2 separate regions of the Zea mays genome follow, and region 1 is linked to region 2. A link is a contact called in public Hi-C data. All regions are on one chromosome and are shown on one strand. The core of a region is the stretch at or near the end of the contact, and the rest is flanking DNA. Distances in the headings are between cores, read along the strand shown.

What was found. A called contact is a pair of places that touch in the nucleus more often than the background predicts.
Region 1: a contact with region 2 is called in a Hi-C map of endosperm, with 2.3 times the contacts expected there. The contact joins the enhancer-like site here to the promoter of LOC100284810 in region 2. A contact is called at or near these places in 2 of 25 Hi-C or Micro-C datasets (endosperm and leaf).

The regions. Positions count from the first base shown.
Region 1 is chr5:206,130,042-206,132,741 of Zm-B73-REFERENCE-NAM-5.0, forward strand. No RefSeq gene overlaps it. Among protein-coding and RNA genes, the nearest start is that of LOC109939591, 5.6 kb to the left of the region's middle. Within about 2 kb of position 1,315, at least 18 of the 20 cell types and tissues checked have an H3K27ac peak or open chromatin away from gene starts, as enhancers often do. A contact at or near this core is called in endosperm and leaf, where this site is marked.
Region 2 is chr5:205,959,387-205,962,086 of Zm-B73-REFERENCE-NAM-5.0, forward strand. LOC100284810 reads right to left here and starts at 1,391. Exons shown (of 1, transcript NM_001157705.2): 1 at 74-1,391. The coding sequence starts at 1,254. The coding sequence ends at 400.

The sequences.
Region 1 (2,700 bases), core at 65-2,564, 170 kb after region 2:
GGAGGACGACGCTTTTGCCACTGCCCAATGGTGGGAAACGACATTTGCTTTTAAGGGACACACCTCTGACGAACTGCACATTCTGGACTTCTCATCCGGACATACGATTGTAGCACGTTGGCAAAAAAACAGACAGCGTGACTATTGGGAAGCCTAAAGGACAGCGTGAGTGTACATCAAGCAAATGAGATTACTGGGCGAACACGAACACTCTCTCAGTGTCATCCTTTATTACCACCTTTAACGCATTTTGGAACCAAATCTGCAGATCATCCAATGCAGACGTACCCTAGTACTGCCTTCTCACACATGCAAGCGCGCCGGTGCATATTGGCGATGATGATGAAACACCAACTGAGCCAAACATTTGTGCCTTTTCAGCGACGGTGTCCTGTCCTGCTGTTAGGCGAAAAGCAACAGACGCATCCCCAATCCCGTCGTCGTCCAGTCCATCTCTGCACGCCGAGACGCCATGCACAGGAGCGCCGTGGCGAACGCCGGCGGCCCACGTCGGCACCCGAATCCCCCCCGCGATTTCCCCCTGCCGGCTGCCGGAGCTTGCGGCCGGACAGGGGCGTTTTTGCCCAACCCCCCCTCTTTTTCACCGGTGCTACGCGCGCGTATAAGTGGAGGGGAATATCAGGACGTACGCGCGCGCCCTGTGGTTGGCTTATCGTTTGGCACGCGTGCCCGCCATCCGCCCCGTCAGGCTCCACTTCCGCGCGCGCGCGCGCGGCCCTGCAGGCTGCAGCCGGGCGGGGCGGCCCCATCGACGGCGACCGTTCCGACCACGACATCGGGGTCGAGTCGACCACCCGATCGACGTCTCGACTCGACCGGTCATGCCAAGAGACCATCCCCAGTCCCCACCACTCGGCCGCAAATTCGCGGACGGGACGCGCGCGGGCGAGCAGTCAATCAGCGTGCACGCTGCATGCAAACAGCTGCTGGTTAGCTGGGCTGGGCAACTGCTGGCGACCCGCGCCGTGCGCTCGGGCGCGGCTGTGAGTGAGGACCGGTTAGGCTATCCGCAACCACTTTCCTCCCCTATTTTTTCATCTCTCGCAGCGGTTCCCCTAAATACTCCCATATACCCCACTACCACTATAAAATATCATTTTCTATACCAACTATCAATTTTTTATCTACTAACAATTACTCGTGGACCCACAGCACATTGTTTAAGGTGATAAACAGTGACACGCTAGATCTAGAGTGAGAGAGAAGGGGACCGACACGTAGGAGACGCTGTAGGGGCACCGCTGCGGCCATAGGGTGTCCCTCTACGCGCTGTATGCAAGGGGAGGGGGAGGGGCAGCGTCCACCGCTGTAGTTAGCCTAAGCCGCCGGGCCGGGCGGGCGCTGCCGTCTGTGCATGCCCCCGAGAGACCGGGACACGAAGGCGTTGGGCCAACTATTTCAGGTTCCGGTCGTCTTATCACGGATGGAATAATCGGATGCCGCGCGCGGGCGGACGTACAGACACGCTGCAGGCCTGCAGCGATCCACAACAGTGGGCGCGCGCACGAGACGGGAGCGAGTGGCTGTCTGCGAAGTTACATGCAGATCAACTTGCCGCTCGCTGCCTCGCTCCATCGATCGATGCACCGGCCGGCGGGCGTCTTTTGCATTGGCTCGACTCGACATGTGCAGCTTTCGCGTTGAAGCTTTTCTCCCTCCCGTTGCTGGCGGTCCTGCTCCGGTAGACATTCGCACAGTTCAAGAGATCCTGACCTACCGTTCCTCTGCGCAAGCCCCTTTAGCTCAGCGCGGCTAGCGCATGACAGTGTGTTCCTTGTCATTCCTGCGAGCTCTTTTTCTCGTGGTGGCGTACCGATGAATGTGCCCAAATGTTTTTGTCGGCAAGTCAGATATGATGGCAGGGAATATGTACATAGGCCCCACATATATAGCAGCGTTGTCAGGCGTGTGATATGTGTGCACAACCGTCACCACTTTATCTGCACTGTGGCATATAGGTCATAATATAGGCGTGTTGCATGCATGTGGTGGAATACACGACAAGATCTAATGTGTCTCTTAGATTAAAACAAACTATACCCTCAGAAAAAATGAGCAAACTTTTACAGAGGGAGTATAAATCATAAGTTCTCATGTAGTATCTATGGGTGTGTTTGTTTCCCTTCTAGATTATATAAGTTGCATTATGGTGAAAGAGTAGGAGAGTAAAATATCACTTTAGTACTACAAATAAGTTGAAATATAGCATTGCGTAACTTATTTCAGATTATTTGTTGTTCTAAAGCGATATTTTACCCTCATACCCTTTCTTCGTTCCTAAATTATAAGATATTTTGATTTTTTTTATTCATGGATTTTCTTTGCACTTATATATGCACTATAAAAATATTTATAGAAAGAAAAAAGTATTATACTTTAGAATAAAAAATACTATTTAAAATCTTTTATATTCAAATAAAAATTGATTATAGGTTCTTAACTGCAGTTTTAGTTACTACAACGATAATATAAAGAGTGTAAGAATGTTTAGGATCTATCCTTTTCTTTGTATCACGTCTCCTTAGTATAAACGTCGACACTTTATTTGGAGACTTAAAATTACAAATAGCAATACAAAGATATAATACTGAATATTGATAAAGTAGGTACTGTACTTTACCAAAGATTTTAACGTAAAAGTGTACCTGGATCAGGTCATCCTGTCCGTGTCGCTGTTGT
Region 2 (2,700 bases), core at 141-2,640:
ACAGAATCATTCAAGTCTAATCTTTCTTATTAGTAAATCCAATATGCATGGGTCAGAGTAGTTCAAACTTTGCAGAAGATGAAATCGAAATTACACAAGTAGCTGTACAAACATGAATATGTAGTTACTTGGAAGCAGTACAAGCAGCTCGTTACATCGCCACAAAATGTTGGGCCGACAAGCAGTACTAAACTACGCAGTAGTATATATGTCAACGGGGGTGTTTTGGACTTGGTTTGGGGTGTGTGTGCCAGTCTTGCATACTCTTCTTCTTCACGGATAGACAAAATGTAATAAATCCAAAAAAAAAAAAAAACAAAAAGAAATTTTAAAACGTGGACTAATCTGGATTTGGTGCATGGAATGGAAGGACGAAAATGGTGAAGGTGGAAGCAATCATCACCGGAAGCGGCCGACGTCGGCGAGCTTCCTGGAGCGACAGCGCGTAACGGAGGCAGCAGACGAGAGACTGTGGAGCGGCGACGGCCGGAACTCGGAGGAGAAGGAGCCCGGGTCCGGCGGCTGGACGTGGCGGCGGCGCCCCGGGCTGGGCCGCACGAGCGGGCTGAGGCAGACGGCGAAACCCGACGGCATGCTGTTCGTCTGGCGGCGCCGGCAGCGGGTCCTCCGCATGGGGGACGGGGACGGCCGCCACGGGGGATCCGCGGCGGGCGAGCTGCTCTCGTCGCCGCTGCCGTGGCTGTCCCGCTCCGGCGACAGCCCCCGGTTGCTGACCACGCGGCAGGAGCGCCTCGGCGGGGCTGACCGTGGCGAGGTGATCGAGGCCGGCGCCGCCTGCTTCTTGCGGCGGCGCGGCATGATCGCGGCGAACCAAGAATGTTTCTTCCGCTCCGTGGCGCCTTCCTGGTGCGTCTCTTCCGATCTGTGACCGTGGTGGTGGCCGAAGAGCGTGGCGAGCACGGAGAACTTGCCGGCGCGCCGCCTCTTGTACTCGTAGCCTATGTCGCCTTCCTCCAACGCGCCGCCGCCGTAGGCGGGCCCTACCTGCGGCGTCCGGAAGAAGAGCAGGCTCGGGTGGTGCCTGAGCGCGCCGCCCCCGCCCGACGTGTCCGACTTCCTGCGGGACACGTACGGGGACACCGACCTCGGGAACGCGGGCGCCGCGGCGGGCGGCGGCGGCGACGACGACGCGTCGCCGTTCTGCGCGGCCTCCAGCGCGATCAGGCGGTCGCGGAGGCACGTGGCACAGACGCCACCGCCGCCGACCTGGTACGGGTGCTTCTTGCACCTCATGCCCACCCCGTCGCACTTCGTCTCATCTCCTCTCCTCTCCCCGCGTACGCCGCCGGAGCGGCGGGGCGTTCCTTCGGCGCAGTAGATGGATGGGTGGATTGACGACGAGCCGGGCGCGGGTGCGGAGCCAAGCAAAATAGCGACTAGGCAGATGCACCTGCCTCCCTTACTTTCGATTATATACCCCGTTGGCTCTAGGATTGTGTCTTGTTTTAGTCTTTACTTGATACTCTAGTATTTAACTCAATTCAAGTGTTTTGAGGTGTATATTAGTTTAAGTTACATTCTAATCCACCTCAAAATATGTAGATTGATGTTAATAATAGAGTATACAAACTAGACTTTAGTGAGATAGTAGGGTACATATCTACCGTCACATCTCATATTGATTACAGTTTTCATGTGGTACTTGCTCTGTTCTTTTTTATTTGTCACCGTTTAGTTCGAAATAAACTATGGGTGGTAAATATTCAAGAACTAAGGTAGTATTTAGATGTTGTTTGGTTAGACCGTTTTGGCCCGTAATCCATTCACAGCGTGAAGCAATTACTTTGCATTATATGTAGTTGAACCACAGTATAACCGATCACACTTTTTATTAGTCGCTGGATTGGATAGTGCAAAATTACACTATCCAGCATGCGTATAGAATCTCGATACTGCTCTTCATCCAACGTTATCCAGTTTCGCTCCCATAATCATTCGGTCAATTTTGCACCATGCGTGCGTTTGGTCGGATGCGATGGGAGGCAGGAGAACCTTTTCCATTGGACGCTGCGGTTCCCGGGGGCGGGTGGGCAATAGAGGGAGGTGGACGAAGGCACGAGGCGGCGGAGGAGATGGATGTGGAATTGATAAAATCCCGGCAGCCGGCATGGAGGGGAGGGGGCCGGGGCGACCGAGCGAAGCTGCTGTTCTTGACGCGACGGCTTGTCGTGTTCGTTTGCCATGCGGTGGTGCGGCTTTGAGCCGACGATACCTCTGGTTTCGTTCGTCATTGGGTGGTTGATTCGGCGTTGGCTGGCTTGGCCCGTACTCGGACTGGGTCAAATTCTCTTGGCCTCGGACACATATGGCCCCGTTGCTGTTTTGCTTGTGCGTCGTGTGCCACTGTGGGCCCGTGCCAGGGCGTGGTGTGGGCGTGCGGCACGGTGGACCGGCACAGGCTGATGTCCGTTGGATACTTATTAAACTCAAAAGGGCTTGTTTGGAATATTGACATACACAATTACAATTACTACTACCATCATATATAAGTTGACAACCAATTAACATTCGCCGTAATCAAGGCTGTTCATCAGTTTTATGTCCGCACATGACATGACCCACCTTACCCACGACTATGTTGGATCTTTCGCCGACGAAACGAGCACGTGTGTATTTTAATACCAGGCAGCATTATTTCCAAGCTTTTTCGTCACTGAGATATCGAGTGTGCAGGATTGT